Regions from separate parts of the Mus musculus genome. Here regions 2, 3, 4 and 5 are each linked to region 1. The links are chromatin contacts, called in public Hi-C and HiChIP or PLAC-seq maps. All regions are on one chromosome and are shown on one strand. Each heading gives the region's core, a stretch centred on a gene start, on an enhancer-like site or on the middle of the called end of the contact. The rest is flanking DNA. Distances are from core to core; before and after follow the strand shown. Region 1 overlaps Gm12694 (a long non-coding RNA gene). Region 2 has its middle 110 kb from the start of Gm32240. Region 3 has its middle 45 kb from the start of Gm12707. Region 4 has its middle 95 kb from the start of Gm12707. Region 5 has its middle 63 kb from the start of Gm32240.

The links. HiChIP or PLAC-seq counts read pairs in DNA pulled down with a chosen protein or histone mark. A called contact is a pair of places that touch in the nucleus more often than the background predicts.
Region 2: a contact with region 1 is called in a CTCF HiChIP or PLAC-seq map of the NIH/3T3 cell line, with 8 read pairs. The contact joins two enhancer-like sites. A contact is called at or near these places in 2 of 15 datasets of contacts at CTCF or cohesin (both in the NIH/3T3 cell line), 8 of 484 Hi-C or Micro-C datasets (B cells, the C2C12 cell line, Sertoli cells and 3 more), 4 of 115 datasets of contacts at active chromatin or transcription factors (CD8 T cells, the NIH/3T3 cell line, fibro-adipogenic progenitors and 1 more) and 1 of 9 other capture datasets (embryonic trunk).
Region 3: a contact with region 1 is called in a Hi-C map of bone marrow-derived macrophages, with 18 read pairs. The contact joins two enhancer-like sites. A contact is called at or near these places in 1 of 15 datasets of contacts at CTCF or cohesin (the NIH/3T3 cell line), 5 of 484 Hi-C or Micro-C datasets (the HPC-5 cell line, bone marrow-derived macrophages, nephron progenitors and 2 more) and 1 of 9 other capture datasets (embryonic stem cells).
Region 4: a Hi-C map of bone marrow-derived macrophages shows a contact between it and region 1, with 15 read pairs. The contact joins two enhancer-like sites. A contact is called at or near these places in 1 of 15 datasets of contacts at CTCF or cohesin (the NIH/3T3 cell line), 3 of 484 Hi-C or Micro-C datasets (the C2C12 cell line, bone marrow-derived macrophages and liver) and 1 of 115 datasets of contacts at active chromatin or transcription factors (embryonic stem cells).
Region 5: a contact with region 1 is called in a BATF HiChIP or PLAC-seq map of CD8 T cells, with 9 read pairs. The contact joins two enhancer-like sites. A contact is called at or near these places in 1 of 15 datasets of contacts at CTCF or cohesin (the NIH/3T3 cell line), 10 of 484 Hi-C or Micro-C datasets (the AML12 cell line, cerebral cortex, embryonic stem cells and 3 more) and 3 of 115 datasets of contacts at active chromatin or transcription factors (CD8 T cells, embryonic stem cells and pancreatic cancer cells).

Annotation. Positions count from the first base shown.
Region 1 is chr4:95,000,267-95,003,030 of GRCm38.p6, forward strand. All of the region lies in intron 2 of Gm12694 (a long non-coding RNA gene), which reads left to right. Among named protein-coding and RNA genes, the nearest start is that of Gm12694, 23 kb to the left of the region's middle. Within about 2 kb of position 1,320, at least 67 of the 459 cell types and tissues checked have an H3K27ac peak or open chromatin away from gene starts, as enhancers often do. A contact at or near this core is called in the C2C12 cell line, CD8 T cells, the NIH/3T3 cell line and 2 more, where this site is marked.
Region 2 is chr4:95,318,061-95,320,812 of GRCm38.p6, forward strand. No RefSeq gene overlaps it. Among named protein-coding and RNA genes, the nearest start is that of Gm32240, 110 kb to the left of the region's middle. RefSeq lists an enhancer at 1-674. Within about 2 kb of position 1,286, at least 109 of the 459 cell types and tissues checked have an H3K27ac peak or open chromatin away from gene starts, as enhancers often do. A contact at or near this core is called in the C2C12 cell line, the NIH/3T3 cell line and fibro-adipogenic progenitors, where this site is marked.
Region 3 is chr4:95,438,723-95,441,422 of GRCm38.p6, forward strand. No RefSeq gene overlaps it. Among named protein-coding and RNA genes, the nearest start is that of Gm12707, 45 kb to the right of the region's middle. Within about 2 kb of position 1,324, at least 25 of the 459 cell types and tissues checked have an H3K27ac peak or open chromatin away from gene starts, as enhancers often do. A contact at or near this core is called in bone marrow-derived macrophages, where this site is marked.
Region 4 is chr4:95,389,454-95,392,182 of GRCm38.p6, forward strand. No RefSeq gene overlaps it. Among named protein-coding and RNA genes, the nearest start is that of Gm12707, 95 kb to the right of the region's middle. Within about 2 kb of position 1,273, at least 47 of the 459 cell types and tissues checked have an H3K27ac peak or open chromatin away from gene starts, as enhancers often do. A contact at or near this core is called in bone marrow-derived macrophages, where this site is marked.
Region 5 is chr4:95,269,324-95,272,023 of GRCm38.p6, forward strand. No RefSeq gene overlaps it. Among named protein-coding and RNA genes, the nearest start is that of Gm32240, 63 kb to the left of the region's middle. Within about 2 kb of position 1,293, at least 35 of the 459 cell types and tissues checked have an H3K27ac peak or open chromatin away from gene starts, as enhancers often do. A contact at or near this core is called in CD8 T cells, where this site is marked.

The sequences.
Region 1 (2,764 bases), core at 70-2,569:
CATGTCATAAAGCCTCAAGGACTGCCTCCAGGGACTCACTTCTCAAAGGTCCTGTGGCACCAGACTGTGGGGACTCTCCTCATTCAAACCACAGCACCTCACTAGATGGGGGAAGCTGCTTTCAATGAGAGGCTCATGCTGGGAGTGTTCTCACTGTAGAACCAGAGCAGAGCAAGGGACCTGCCACACAGTGGGAGGATGGGATTTCCCAGGACTGTGCTTCTGCGATTCTGATTGAAACTCATAGCATGTCCACTAAATCCTAGGGCTGAGTCTGTCTGTTCACAGCATTTTGTAGAGTCCTTGGCTCACATGCACAGGCTCTAGGGTCCTGTGTGCTCAGCACTGAAAAATGAATAAGAATAACAAAATGGAGATCATGTGACACAAATGAGGCTGAAATATGATAATAAAAGAAAAACCTGAGGAAGGTATTAAAATAAAACAACATGCACTTTAATAATTACAGGCTGGAGCACATCTGTATGGGATGACAGCATTAATGGTTCTCAGACTGTGATGACATTTTAATTAAATCTTAAAAATGCTACTACTAATTAATACTCATAAAAATACAAAAAAAATTTCTGGCAAAAGGCGGCTGTTATGGAAGCTCCCAATGGTCACTTTCTGCAGGTCACTGATAACAAGATGCTGACAACTACAGACCACCTCTGGCCTCAGACCCCGATTTGAGTACATTATCCAGGGTTAGAGCATCCTTGTGGTTTTTTGAAAGAAAATTAAGACTCAGATTCAGACTCAACTTTTTTACTACATGGCTTGTGCCAGACTTCACAGGGCAAACCTAGTAAAAGTGAGGAATAAGGTCTAGTGCCCATAAAGTATTTGTATATTGGCAGAAGCAGAAAAACAATAAGTTAATCATTTTTAAACCTTCATAAAATGTTATCGTGATGTGAAGCTTGAGGCAATACAAGATTGCCTCCCTGAAATTGCCCCAACTTCCAAAATTCCCTGTCATATGATCATATTCTCTTTACCACAACATGATTAATACAAGTTTTCAGGTCTTCCACATCTCATTCTGACTCGTAGCCAGACTTCAAAAGAAGGTCAGAGAATGGGAGAAATGCCCCCCCCCCCTTTCTCCCAAGTTCATGTTTCCATAAAGCCCGTGGCTGCCTCTCTGCTTCTGTAGGAGTACAGACGGGACACGATGGTATGAGAACTTAATTAGAGCATCTGTTCTCCTGTCTGCTGATGAGGAGTTTGTGATCACAAACAACTCAGACAGGGCCATCAGCAGCCTCTGGAGAGGTACCACCCCCATAGCATTTGTGGACCACACACTGGTGTGTGAGTCACCTCTTAGGATGAGTGAAGGTTGACTCAGCTTCAGAGAGCTTCCTATTGAGCCAGCAGTTGCTCTAAGTCTTGGAAAGAGAACAAAACAACTCTGGGAGGAAATGATCATCTCTTCATCAGCTCTGAGGTCGCTAAAGCTGGAAGAGGGCCTTGCTGCTCACTAGCAACAGATTCATGGTTCTCAGGGATCAGAGGCTCAGATCAGCATCTTCTGGAGGGACAACTTCCTCACTTTCCTCAACAGTGCTCTCCAAGGGCATCTGAGACTTACTTCTTCAGGAATGGTTTCTTTTATTCACTTATTGTATGCAAAATAATCCACACATGCTATTTTATCTCAATCTCAAAACAAGCATGATACCTGATCCCAGAACCCTTCTGGATACCCATTACCACAGGCAGTACTGGACCCTGTGTGTGCTATGTTTCTTCCTATACATTATGTTCCTCTGTGTATGTTCCTATAAATTAGGTATACAGAGAGATTAGTGATACTACTAATAAGATAGAACAAATATAAAAATACTATAAATACTCTTAAAACATGACTTTGTAGACTTTTCTACTTAATATTTTGGGGCTGCGATCTAATGTCACTAAATAAAATTAGATTCTTGGGTAAAGGTGACTGCTGTAAGAGATATTCTATCCCAGTTTCTACTTAACTGATTCAAATTTGAGCATAATTAAACAGCTAAAGAACCCATTAGAAATCCGGGAGCCAGTAAGCAGAGAACTGGCTCCAGCCTTCTTGCCCTCAGGTATGGAGACTCAGTGAATGCCTGGTGTCAGGCAGATCTCTCATTCTTCCTTGAGAACATTCCTGTCCATTTACTGCACATGCACATTTGCCTTGGTTCTGTGATATGTGCCCAGAATGTAATGCCAAGGGTAAGAAATACCGTGCCCCAGTCCTTGACCTTCCACTGTCTAATGATGGGTGTTTGATAAATCCTCTCAGCTTTGAAAAGGGTCCTGAGGAATGAAGTATGAAGCACATCTCGCCTCGTCCATGGTACAGCCCAGTGTGTGCTTTTCCCAAAGGCACGGGCACAGAAAGAACACATCCAGAAAGAATCCCAACTCTCTGGGAAGTAGCTTAGGATGGCACAAATAAGATTGGAATGAAAATGTAGAACTCTTAAAATGCCAGAGACCCGTTTCGTGAATTTACTATTATTTCACAAGCAGAATAGGTGAAGGCATTCTGTGTATGGTGTGGAGGAAGGACATATACCTTGTGAAGTGCAGGTGGTGTTCTTCGAGGTACGATTACAGATACTGCTTACTAATCATTGACTGTATCCTAGGCTTACTTTAATCATTTTATGTGCTAGTACACTCTATGGAGGTGTTGGTGCAGTGGGTCACACTGAGGAACCCTGAAAGGACTTTAGGAAAGTTGTCTGAAGAGCGAAGTCTGCTGTTTATCATA
Region 2 (2,752 bases), core at 36-2,535, 320 kb after region 1:
TTGCCTAGCAGCACATACAACAAAACAAGCAGCAGCCCAGTTGGCATTGGACCAGGCAGAGCAGCTTTCTGCAGGGGGCGGGAGAGACAGGGAGGGCTCAGTCTGATGAGACCCAAGGGGCTGGCTCTCCAGCACCTTCCAAACTCCCTGCTAGGTTATTCCTGATCCCCTGGGTACTAGGGTCTGCCATCTGATCTGCTCAGCTTGGCTCCACAGGCACAGTGACTGCTTTCAGTGAACCCCTAAGGGTCCGTGTCAGAATTTCTTAATGGGGGGAAGGAGGAGCTGTACCCACTTCTGAGAACTATAGTCTGACTATATCCATTGAGGGGGTAACAGCAGGGACAGAGCTGCAAAGATCTCCTAAAGGTCCTCAATATTCTTAACATATCCTTCAGCCACCAGTGTTCAATATCCCATGCATCTCTTGAGCTTGTAAACTAATATAAACGGGGCACTGGAATGGCTCCAAGTTAGACAGAATGGATCAAACGAGGCTCACACCTTGTTCTCAAAGGATTGACAGCTTATGGAGATAACCATGATCAAGGAATCACACGCTCAGATGCATGGCTGCAAGTGTTGCTTCATACTTTGAAAGAAAATACAGAGTAGCAAGAAACTGCAAAGCAGTGATTGAGTTTCAATAGTGTGTGAGGCAGTTTGCTTTTCAGAGGAGAAGCTGAGACATGCAAATGATTAGCACTCACCAGGAGAAAGGAGGGGCTGGCAAAGGAGAAAGCTTTGGGACATGAAGGCTCTTTGAGTGGGGGAGGGGTGCTCTGAGACAGTAGGGCTGGAAGAATGTCTGTGAAGTGGGTTGTGAGGTAGAGAAGTAGAGAGGGAACAGGTCACTTGAGACACAGGAGATCACAGAATGATGGAGGATTTAGTCTCAAGTTCAATGAGAAATGAATGGGGTTTATTTACTGAAAACTAATTCAGTAGTGTACGAGTCCTGACTTATTAGTTTCACATTTGTTAAAGATTACTCCTGGGTACAACACGGCCGTCCTGAAAAGGAATGAGAGAGGGGACAGGAAAGTTTGTCAAGGCGGATAGGATTATCAGCAAACTGAAAACAGACAAGTTCATGAACTAGCTCAGGGTCACAGGCAGGGCTGGGATCCAAGCCTAGACTTGCACGGTACCAATCAGGCTAGTGTTTCCAGGTTCCCGATTCTTCTTCAGACCAATTCTACAGAAACTTTCTCACCCTTATCTGACCCTCTGGGGGAGGAGTGCATCCCTTCCCAGCTGGAGGATGAGTAAGCACTGACTGGACTGTAAAGGCCCCGTCAACACTGTAGACAAGGATGCCTTTCTTGCCTGCTACCTAGCTAGCCCTTCCTTGTAGTGGGAGACCACTGTGCCTACTCTCCCAGCACTAGCCATCTTCATCTGTACCTGGCCCTTAGAGAACACCAGCCTGGCAATGTGGTGCTATGAAGAGATTCGGCTTGCAATCAAGCCTGGAGTTTGAGTTCTGGATCTATCTGTCTGTCCTGAGCTTCCCCTTCGAGATGGCTCTGTGTCCTGAACAAGTCACTCAACCCTTGTAATTGGAATAGTAATGCTTGACTTCTGCTATTAGTACCAATAGAAAATATGACTCAAATTCCTTTGCTTCTCCCTTCCCTTCTCCTTTTCCCTCTCCCTACCTCTCATCAAACTTTTTGACAATTTTGCTAGCTTCACTCTGGGCAGTATACCTCCAAGGGAGATCACTGCTGTGCAATATCTCAGGTGGACAAGAACAGGCCAAACTGAAGACTGTCCATGAGATTTGATAGATGACCTCTCTATCCACTGAAGGGCAGAGAGGCCTGAGTCCTGGGAGAGGAGGGGAGTCTACTTTGCAGGGCATCTCTGCTGTCTTAGTTAGGGTTTCTATTGATGTAATAAAATGTCGTAACTGAAAGTAACTTGGGCAGGAAATAATTTATTTCAAGGTTACAGTTCCATGTCACAGCCCATTGTCAAAGGGAGTTGAATAGAAAAATAAAAAATAAAAAAATAAAAAAGGGAAAGGACATGACTACACCTAGGTATGGCAGAGGAGAAAGTTTATTATAGATAAAAGGGAGACATAGCCAGGAACAGGGACATCTGGGAGATTCCAGAGTAGTTATGACCTGGGCCAGGCCACATGGAGAGAAGGTGTGGGGAGGGGAGATCAAGACCAAGAGGCCAAGAAGGTAAAGGGTAAATGAAAAGTCGAGGTAACTAAAAGATTGAATTATATAGGAAAGAGCAGCTGGGGGGAAGGGCTAGGGCTTAGGTTAGATGGAAGGATATGGCAGCCATAACTTGTACCAGGTACTGGATGAGGGATATAGGGAGAGCCTGGTGGCCAGGTTTGCTTTGATATATTGGGTAGGCACTTTAGCCTTTTGTTCTGGGCTTGAGATGTAACAAAAGTCAGGACTGGAACACAAGGCAAGAGCCTGGAAGTAAGAACTGAAGCCGAAAGCATGGAGGAGGGCTTCTTAGTGGCTTGCTCAGCATGCTTTATTTAATCCTGGGACCACCAGCCCAGGGACTGCACTGGCTCCACTGAGCAGAGCCCTCCCTCATTAATCATCAATAAAGACAAGGCTCCATACTGTTATTTGTAAGACAATCTGATGGGGATATTTTCTCAGCTGAGGTTCCCTCTTCCCGAATGAGTCTAGCTTATGTCGAACAGACATAAAACTAGCAGTACAGAGGCATTGATGAGAAGCAAGCAGTTACTTGATTCTAGCATTTA
Region 3 (2,700 bases), core at 74-2,573, 440 kb after region 1:
CCCAGAAAGGAGCAATGGAGATGAGAACTCATAGAAACCAAAGAAAGACTAAAGAAAGGAAAGGAAGGAATCCCAAAGAAGCATGTTGTGTTCCCTGAAGCTATGGCTTGGAAAGGGAAATGGTTCACCTATGATCACACAGGTAGTTGGTAAAGAAACAGATGTGTGTATTGGTCTAGGTGAAGCTCTATTCTAGGCCTGCACTAAGTTTCTATCAAGACCTTCCCCAAGAACACTCTACTGGTGGAGGAAGAGGCTGGGTGTGAAGCACTAGCCTGATGGTCTTTCCTCCATTGTCCATCTTGTTTGGAATCTGTCTTTTCTGTTTGTTCCTAAGCCACCCTAGCCCGCACTGTACCGCTGTCCCTTGCGTTCATTCTGCCAAGTACTTGTTCTCTCAGAACCGTTTCTGCTATGTCCCAGACAATATCTTGTTGTTAGATCTGAAGCCAAATCTCTTTTCTGCCTTATTGAAAAGATAGTCAGATTCACATGTACTCTGCAATCCTGGACTATGTTTCTTGACTCTGAGGCAGGTGTTCAACTGGTTGTTACCTTCCGGATGCATTGAAAGCACTGTTCTTTATCAGCAGGTTCAGCAAAGTCTCGGTCTTAGAGATTTCCTTTTTCTCTCCCAACCCACATTCCTGCAAAGTGTCTCATGGCTCATGAGATTATTACCTTTTGCTTGGTGACAGTAATTTTCTCAGTGTTTTGTGCTTAGTAGATTCTAGGAACAAAAAGTTCCAACATTCCCCAATACAGGATATACTTATCTCTCTTTTTCCTCCTTCCCTCTCTTTCTCACCTGCTCTAGTCTTTCCTTATTTTATTTTCTTTCCTGTTTTTAGACAGTGTCTCCCTATGTGTAGCCCAGATTGTTTTAAAACTTAAAATCCTTTGGCCTTACCCTCCTTGGTATTGCAATTGTAGGTACCCTTTAGTACTAGGAAATAACTAGACATTTGGTGTGTGTGAAATAAGAGGTTAGACTACTCCTGGAGGTGATTCAAATTTTCATTCTAGTAAATAAAATCCAAATTCTATTTTAAAATCTGGGTTGTTGAATCTGAGATTTCTTCCCAACCCCCAAGGTTTTGATTTGCTCCTTCATATTTTCTGTGGTTTAAGAGCAGGTGCTCCTCTGTGAGTTTAAAGACCACATTTTTTTCTATCTCCTGGTGAGCAGAATCCTGGGAGAAGGTCAGACAGAGATGACTGTGAAGCCCTTGAAGAAAATCAACACGTTAAAAGATGCCTGTGAGGCAGAGAATCCACTGCCTGAGTCATTCTGCCTTTGTCATTACAATATTACATCATGCTTTGGCCACAATGGATGATGAGATAATAGGAAGGGCACAGAGCTTGCCTCTGCCTCTGCCACTTAGGCAGTCACTCAACCTCCACAGGATTCAGTGTCACTTTCTCTTAAAATGAACACTGGAACATGGGTGGCTCATAGGATCAAAGAAAAGTTAGATTAAACAATGGGGCATTGACATCTAGCAATACAAGTCTATATAGAAACAGCAAATCCATGTAATTCCTAAGATTTACTTTAAAGTAACTGGTGGTGGTGGTGGTGAACTGATTTTTCATAAGGGAGTTCAAATAATTCAAGTGATTTAAATATTTTAAAAATTGGTGCTGAAGCAAGTGGATATTCACCTGTGAGCGAATGAGGTGGTAAGGATCAGAGAACGTTTTTGAAGAGGGGATTGAAAACCTGAAAGAGCCAGAGGATCAGGAAACTTGCTTTGATATCGTGTCTTCTATAATGCCAGAAGCTACACCGGTAAAGCCTTACAAACATGACTGCACCAATAGACATGCCGAAATGGATGGGGAAAATCCCTCATGACCCTAAACCTACACAAAGAACTGTAGGAAACCAGCCTGTGACACATAGTGAGAACTTGTCAAGGGATGGGGAAAAGGGGAGTGAGAACAGGACACAGAGAGAAAAACCCAGGAAGCAGAGGAAGCATTTATTCATGTGTATCTACAATAATATTTTTATATGTGCAATCTATAAATAATTGTTATATCTTGATAACAAAAAGACAAATAAAAGTTTAAAAAATGAAAAATTATCTGAATAGATATTTCTGCAAAAGTCATCTGAAAAAGAACAATAAAAACTGGGAAATATGCTCTATAGCATGAGTCATCATAGAAATATAAGTAAAACCACAAGGAGATGTTACTCCTTGTCCTTATGTAGTCAGAACGTAAAAAACACTAATAAATGTTGAGGGTGATATAGAGAAGTTGGAACATTCACACTCTGGTTGTAAAGCAAAAAATGGTACAGCCTCTATGGAAATTGATCTGACAGTTCCTCAAATGATTCAAATAGGGTTACTCTATGACTCAACAAATCCTTTTCAAGACACTTACCCAAGAGGAATGAAAACATACACATTCTTGTACATGAATATTCTTGTGTACAAATGTTCATAGAAGTCTTATTCATAAAACCTCCAAAGTAGAACTGATACAACTATCTACAAGCTGGAGAGTGGTTAAAGACTGTGACTTGGGCAGGCAGGAAGATGCATGCTCACAATGTACACACACAGGAATCTAGAGATTCTCAAACCTGAGACAAGCCTAGGCTATATACTTACCCTGGCTTAAACAAACACAAACAAAACAGGCAGTTTGTCCACAAAGTGGAATATTATTTCTAGCAATAAA
Region 4 (2,729 bases), core at 23-2,522, 390 kb after region 1:
GGAAAAGGTTTTTGTTGTGGGTAGGGGAGAGAAAATATCCAGAGGTATCTGGAAAAGTTCAGAGCAGAGAGAGAGAGACTGTTCTTGATCAGATATAGGAAAGTTGGGGGGTGGGGGTGAAGAGGCAGGTGAGAATAGTGGAGATAGCAAGGTAGTAAGAGAGAGAAAAGTGCACATCTAGAGAGCAAGAGGAAAGAAGACTGTGGGTAGAGAGTGGCAAGAGTGATCGAGCAAGGGAGCATAGAGATAGAGTGGTGTGGGCTAATCATGGATAAGTAGCTGTAGGGAGGGGTGGGCAGGATGCTAGTGTGGACCATGAAATCTCTAACAGGTTCTGATACTGAGGGAGCCTGGGGGCCAGCATGAGCTTTGATATGCTAATAGTTGCCAGGAGGGGAATGTTTCCTTTTGGCAGCCGGGAACTGGTTTCACAAGTTTCTGAGGAATGTTGGCTTTTATTTAACCACCAGGAATCCTCCAACAGTCCAGCTTGAGCTCATTTCTGGATATCTGGGCTGCTTGAGATCTAGCAATAATTATCTTGACAGAGGCACAGCAAATGTTCTCTGTGTATCCTAAGAAGGGAGAGTAAGAGAGGTTGCACACAAATGAGTCCACTGTGAACCAGCGCTAATGCTGTTCCAGCATGGCGATGTTTTGTACAGGGCTAAGGATGCTGAGGGTCCTCCCTGAGGAAGGACACTGACATCAGTGCGCAGCATTAACATCAGTTGTGCTTTTCAGATAAACATGGACACCTTAATAGGGCTATTCCTAGGCACTTAGAAAGAGGTCTTGATTTCTTTATGAGTCTAAAGAGATGCATGGCATATAAAAGCAGCTATTCTATGTTAAATCATTGTAACTCGTTTTATCTAAATGAAATAAAGTTAGCGTTACTACCAGTCTATGAACTCGACAACTATTCAGTAGGTAAGGATTACATGAGAAGAATTTGGTTTGGGTGAAGGTGGTAAAATGGATATTTCCTGGAACCCATGGGAATGTGAATTTTCACACCCTTTCTGGACGTGATTTAGCCATAGAAACCAAGAACGTGAATGAAATTTCATACCTCTGAGCTTTCTAATTGATGTTCTGTGAAATGTGACTCATGGAACAGACTGGGATATAAATTTGTAAATCATTATGTTGTCCCTCATAGTATTGTTTTAAAGCCAATTTAGTGGGAACACTTTAAAAGACAGTGGATAAGGGAAGTACCACAAACCCTCATGAAAAAAATGGGAAGTGAAATGCTAGCTCTATGGGGTGGGCTTGAGTTCACTGTCATCCCCAGAGCCTAGTCCTGACACACAGAAAGTGTTTGCTGAAATAGAACAGTGAGACACAGTCATTTTGACCTTGGGCTTCTTGATTCATAGTCTACAGTTGTGCTGGCCATGTCTCAGTATATTTCCATTTGCAAGATGAGGGTAGCCTTCAACCTTTACAGAGGACTGTGTTAAGGTTTGAATGTTTACATTAAGAGGCAAGCTGTATTAAACCAATAGTAAGTAACTACTGTACCTAAGAGTTTTAAGGGACCACTTCCATGTTTGCTGGAAACTAGCATATCTTCCATACTTGGGGAAACTCACAATTGAACAGAAGCCTACAGAGCACATTTATATTTATGAAACCACAAGGAAGTTTAGATGGACAACCATGCCTCTGAAAGACTGGTAACTAGAGGGTGAATTTAAAGTAGTCAGACCTTTCTGTCTATATTCACACTGCAGGAAGGAATTAAAAGGAGTATGCCAGTTTGGGGAGAAAAATAACCAGATCATGTTATAAGCAGTTATCAGCAAAGACAAGGGTTCTGGAGGCTTTGCTCACTTTAAGCCTTATGTTCACTGCTGGTGTTAGCTCCAGTGAGCTGAGTTCTTGGCTTGGTCTTCATTTCTTGAGTAGATCTGTGAGCCTAGGGGGAAGCTTTGCCACTTGCTGCTCCTAGACTTTTCTTTAAGCAGTTCTGTGGCTTTAGAGTCAGAGAGAGCACTGGCATTGACCACTTTGTGACAGCTTCATCCTGCAGTCTAAAGACTTGCAGAGCAATTTGTGCTTTCTGGGATATTCATAAAACTTTCTGGTGTCATGAGCAAGCCAAAAGTAAAAAATATGAGGTTAAAAGCAATGATCACTGTTGGGGGGTGGGGGTGGGGGGGGAAGGAGGATTTGTGATCTTGCACTGTGGGTTAGAAGATGCTGTCTGGAACACCAGCCTTAAGGCATTACCTGACATTACTGATATCCAGCAGTCTGTAACTCCATGCCAAACTACCTACTACAGTTAGTAGCAGCTTTGCAAGAGTCAGCAGTGGGGTAATGGTGGTGGAGGTGGAGGTAATGATAACGGTGGAAGAGGTGGTAATGGTGACAATGGAAGGGGTGGTGGTTGATGTGGCAGTAAAGGCAGAAGTGATGGCTGTGGTGGATAACGGTGGCAGTAGTGGAGGGGAAAGTGGAGGTGGTGGTGGAAATGGTATTTGTAGAGATAGTGGTAAAGGTGGAGGTGATGGAAGTGGTAGGGTTGGTAATGGTGGTGGAGGAAGCAATGATGGAGGTGGTGATGGGGGCATTGGTGGTGGTGGAGGTGATGGTGCTGGAGATGGTGGTGACAAAGGTGATGGTAGTAGTCTAGGCTAAAGGATTGTCCGGTTCACAAAATTCAAATGTTAGCTTCTGAAATTAAAGGAGAGAGACCTCAAGCTTGAAGGATATCT
Region 5 (2,700 bases), core at 43-2,542, 270 kb after region 1:
CACAGAGGTCTGGCGTTCAGACCTGCCTCCTGACTGAAGATGAAGGCCTGAAACAGGGCCTGTCCCAGAAGATGTGTTGCCTCTGCAGTGTGCACACTCACCTGCACAGACTGGTCTGTGAGGTACCCAGGACACAAGATGGCTCCCTCACCTGCTCTGGTGGTCAGAGCCCTTCCAGGCGGCCACTTCCCTGGTGGGGAAGGTGCCCCGGTGTCTGGAGCCCAGGGGTCTGTCCCAGAAGCTGTGTGGCTTCTGCAGTCTGCACTCTCACCTGTGCAGACTGGTCTCTGAGGGACCTGGGACACAAGATGGCTCCCTCCTTTTTTTTTTTTTAATTGATCCTTTTACTAAATCTTTATATAGTTTTACTGCAAGGTTTTTTATTTTGGCAGTGGCATTAAACCTATGTCAGACAAATGTGTACTTCTGAGCTAGATTAATTGATAATTTTGGCAACTATCTGCCCACTCAGGTTGCATCTTTTGTTTGTTTATGATGGCATTTGTTGTATAGAAATTTTCAGTTTTCTCTGGAAAATGGGACCTAAGCCAGTAGTGAGAGAGGAAGAGAGAACAGGAAGGGGATCATGAAATCTACAGAAGAGTTGGTTTACTGATGCTTCCTGTGACTTTGCCACAAGCAGGGCAGGCTGGCTAACCCTTCTATGACACTCAGCTCTGCTTCTAGGCATGGCAAGATCTCTACAGTGTTTTCTGAAAGTGGAGTTTCCCACAGCCTCTGCCTGTGGGGTTGGATGACATGACATGTGTAGGTTAAACACTAGCCAAAAGCCAGCTTTCCCTGTATCCCAGTACATTCAATTATATCCATTTTCTCCTGTATTGTGTGTTTCCAAGGGGCATGGTTAAAGTTTCATTTTATATAAGTAAAGATGCTGACATTAGATGTTATATTATTACTTTCCAGCTTTCTTGTTTTGCTCTCAGTATCCAGAGTTATTTAACAATTTCTACTGCTCAGTTAAGTTTTAAAACAAACAATCTCGTAAAAATGGTGGCAGAGAAAGGAGTCTAAACATATCTCTCATCTATTGTGTCGCAACCATATTAGCCCTGTAACCATGAGACAAGTCAGTGAACCCTGCAAACCTTGGCTTCTCAACCAGAATGGGTTAATTATATTCACCTTGGGGAGGAGGCAAGGAATGAAAGAAGTGATGTTCATAGGAGGTTAACTCACTTCACATTTTTTTTCTCTCCCTTCCTGGCAGAAAGGAACTGGAGTTTCTGTGCATGCCTTGACCAACTTCCTGTTTAGATCTGATAATAGTACGAATCCCCAAATTGCCTGTTAGACACCACAAAAAGATACTACTGTAGCATGTCCTTCAGGGTAGCCACTGTATTAGCTCTTGTCTCATTGCTGTAACACAATGCCTGACAAAAAGCCACTTAAGGGAGGCCTTTTAAGCTCATGGCAGGGAATGTATGGCAGCAGACACAAGAGACAGTTGGTCACACTGCATCCCCATCAGGTACCAGTCAGTGGAAGGAGGAGGTGATACTTTCTCAGCTGGCTTTCTCTCTTTCCCCTTTTGATTCAGTTGGAAACCCCACCCTGTTGGGTGTTAACATCCACATTCAGGGTTGATCTTCCCTCCTCTGTTAAACCTTTCTGGAAACAGCTTCAAGGACATTCTTAGAGATGTCTCCTAGATGATTCTAAACCCAATCACCTCAAATTAACACTGAAGATTAATCATCATAACTACCACCAGGAAAGGTGAAGGAAATAAAGGTGGAAGAAAGGGAAGGAGAGGAGGCAGGTGGGAGGGAAGGATGGAGGGAGGAAAGATGGAAAGGAAGGATGGGGAAAGAAGAGGAAATGAAAGAAGACAGAATAACAAGTCCTGGTAAAAGTTGGAGTTCTTGTGCATTAATGTAGGGAATATGAAATGGTTCTGACTTCTGTACAAAACAGCATGAAGAGCATTGGGGAAAAAATAGGATTACCATGCATGATCCAGCAACTCCACTTCACAACACAACTGTTGTCTTTCTCAGACTCACCCTGTCCCTGTAAGTTTGGGAAATACACTTCTGGATCATATCGAACCAACCTTTTTCTAGCTGATAAATATGTTGAGAACTTGTCTGGTACTGATGACCGCTACTGAATAACTACTGTGTGCTTGAAACTTCTGGTTTATTTTTTATTTACTTCTTACCACAGCCCCATGACTTGTGGACCATTTTCACCTTGAAGAAACTGAGGCAGGCACATAGATGCTAAGTCAACACCATGTAAGCCTCTTATAGAAATCACACAGCTAGTGAGGAACAAAGTTAGAATTCAATCCCCTGCTTTGAAACTCCCAAACTGATCTGTTCTTTGCTCTTGGTCATGAGGATATCCTTTGTTAGGCTTGGAAGAATCTGTAAGAACACCCATAGTGAAATCTCTAGGGTAAATGGAAACAGGGTGTGAAAGACTCTTGTGTTGCTAAATACTGAGTCTTTGAGTTCTGGAATTTCACCACCTCACATTGTTGGAAATTGCAAAGGTGGGTGATTCTCCAGGACAGCCGGCTCACCGTGTGCAGTGCCTCTGTGGAGATAACTCAGCCCATACAGAGTTCAAAAGAAAAGTCTTCCTCAAAGACCTATGGCTGAAAGCATGAGGGTTTATTTATGAAGAACTTCTTTATAATTTTTAAAAATATCATTTGTAGGTTTGTAT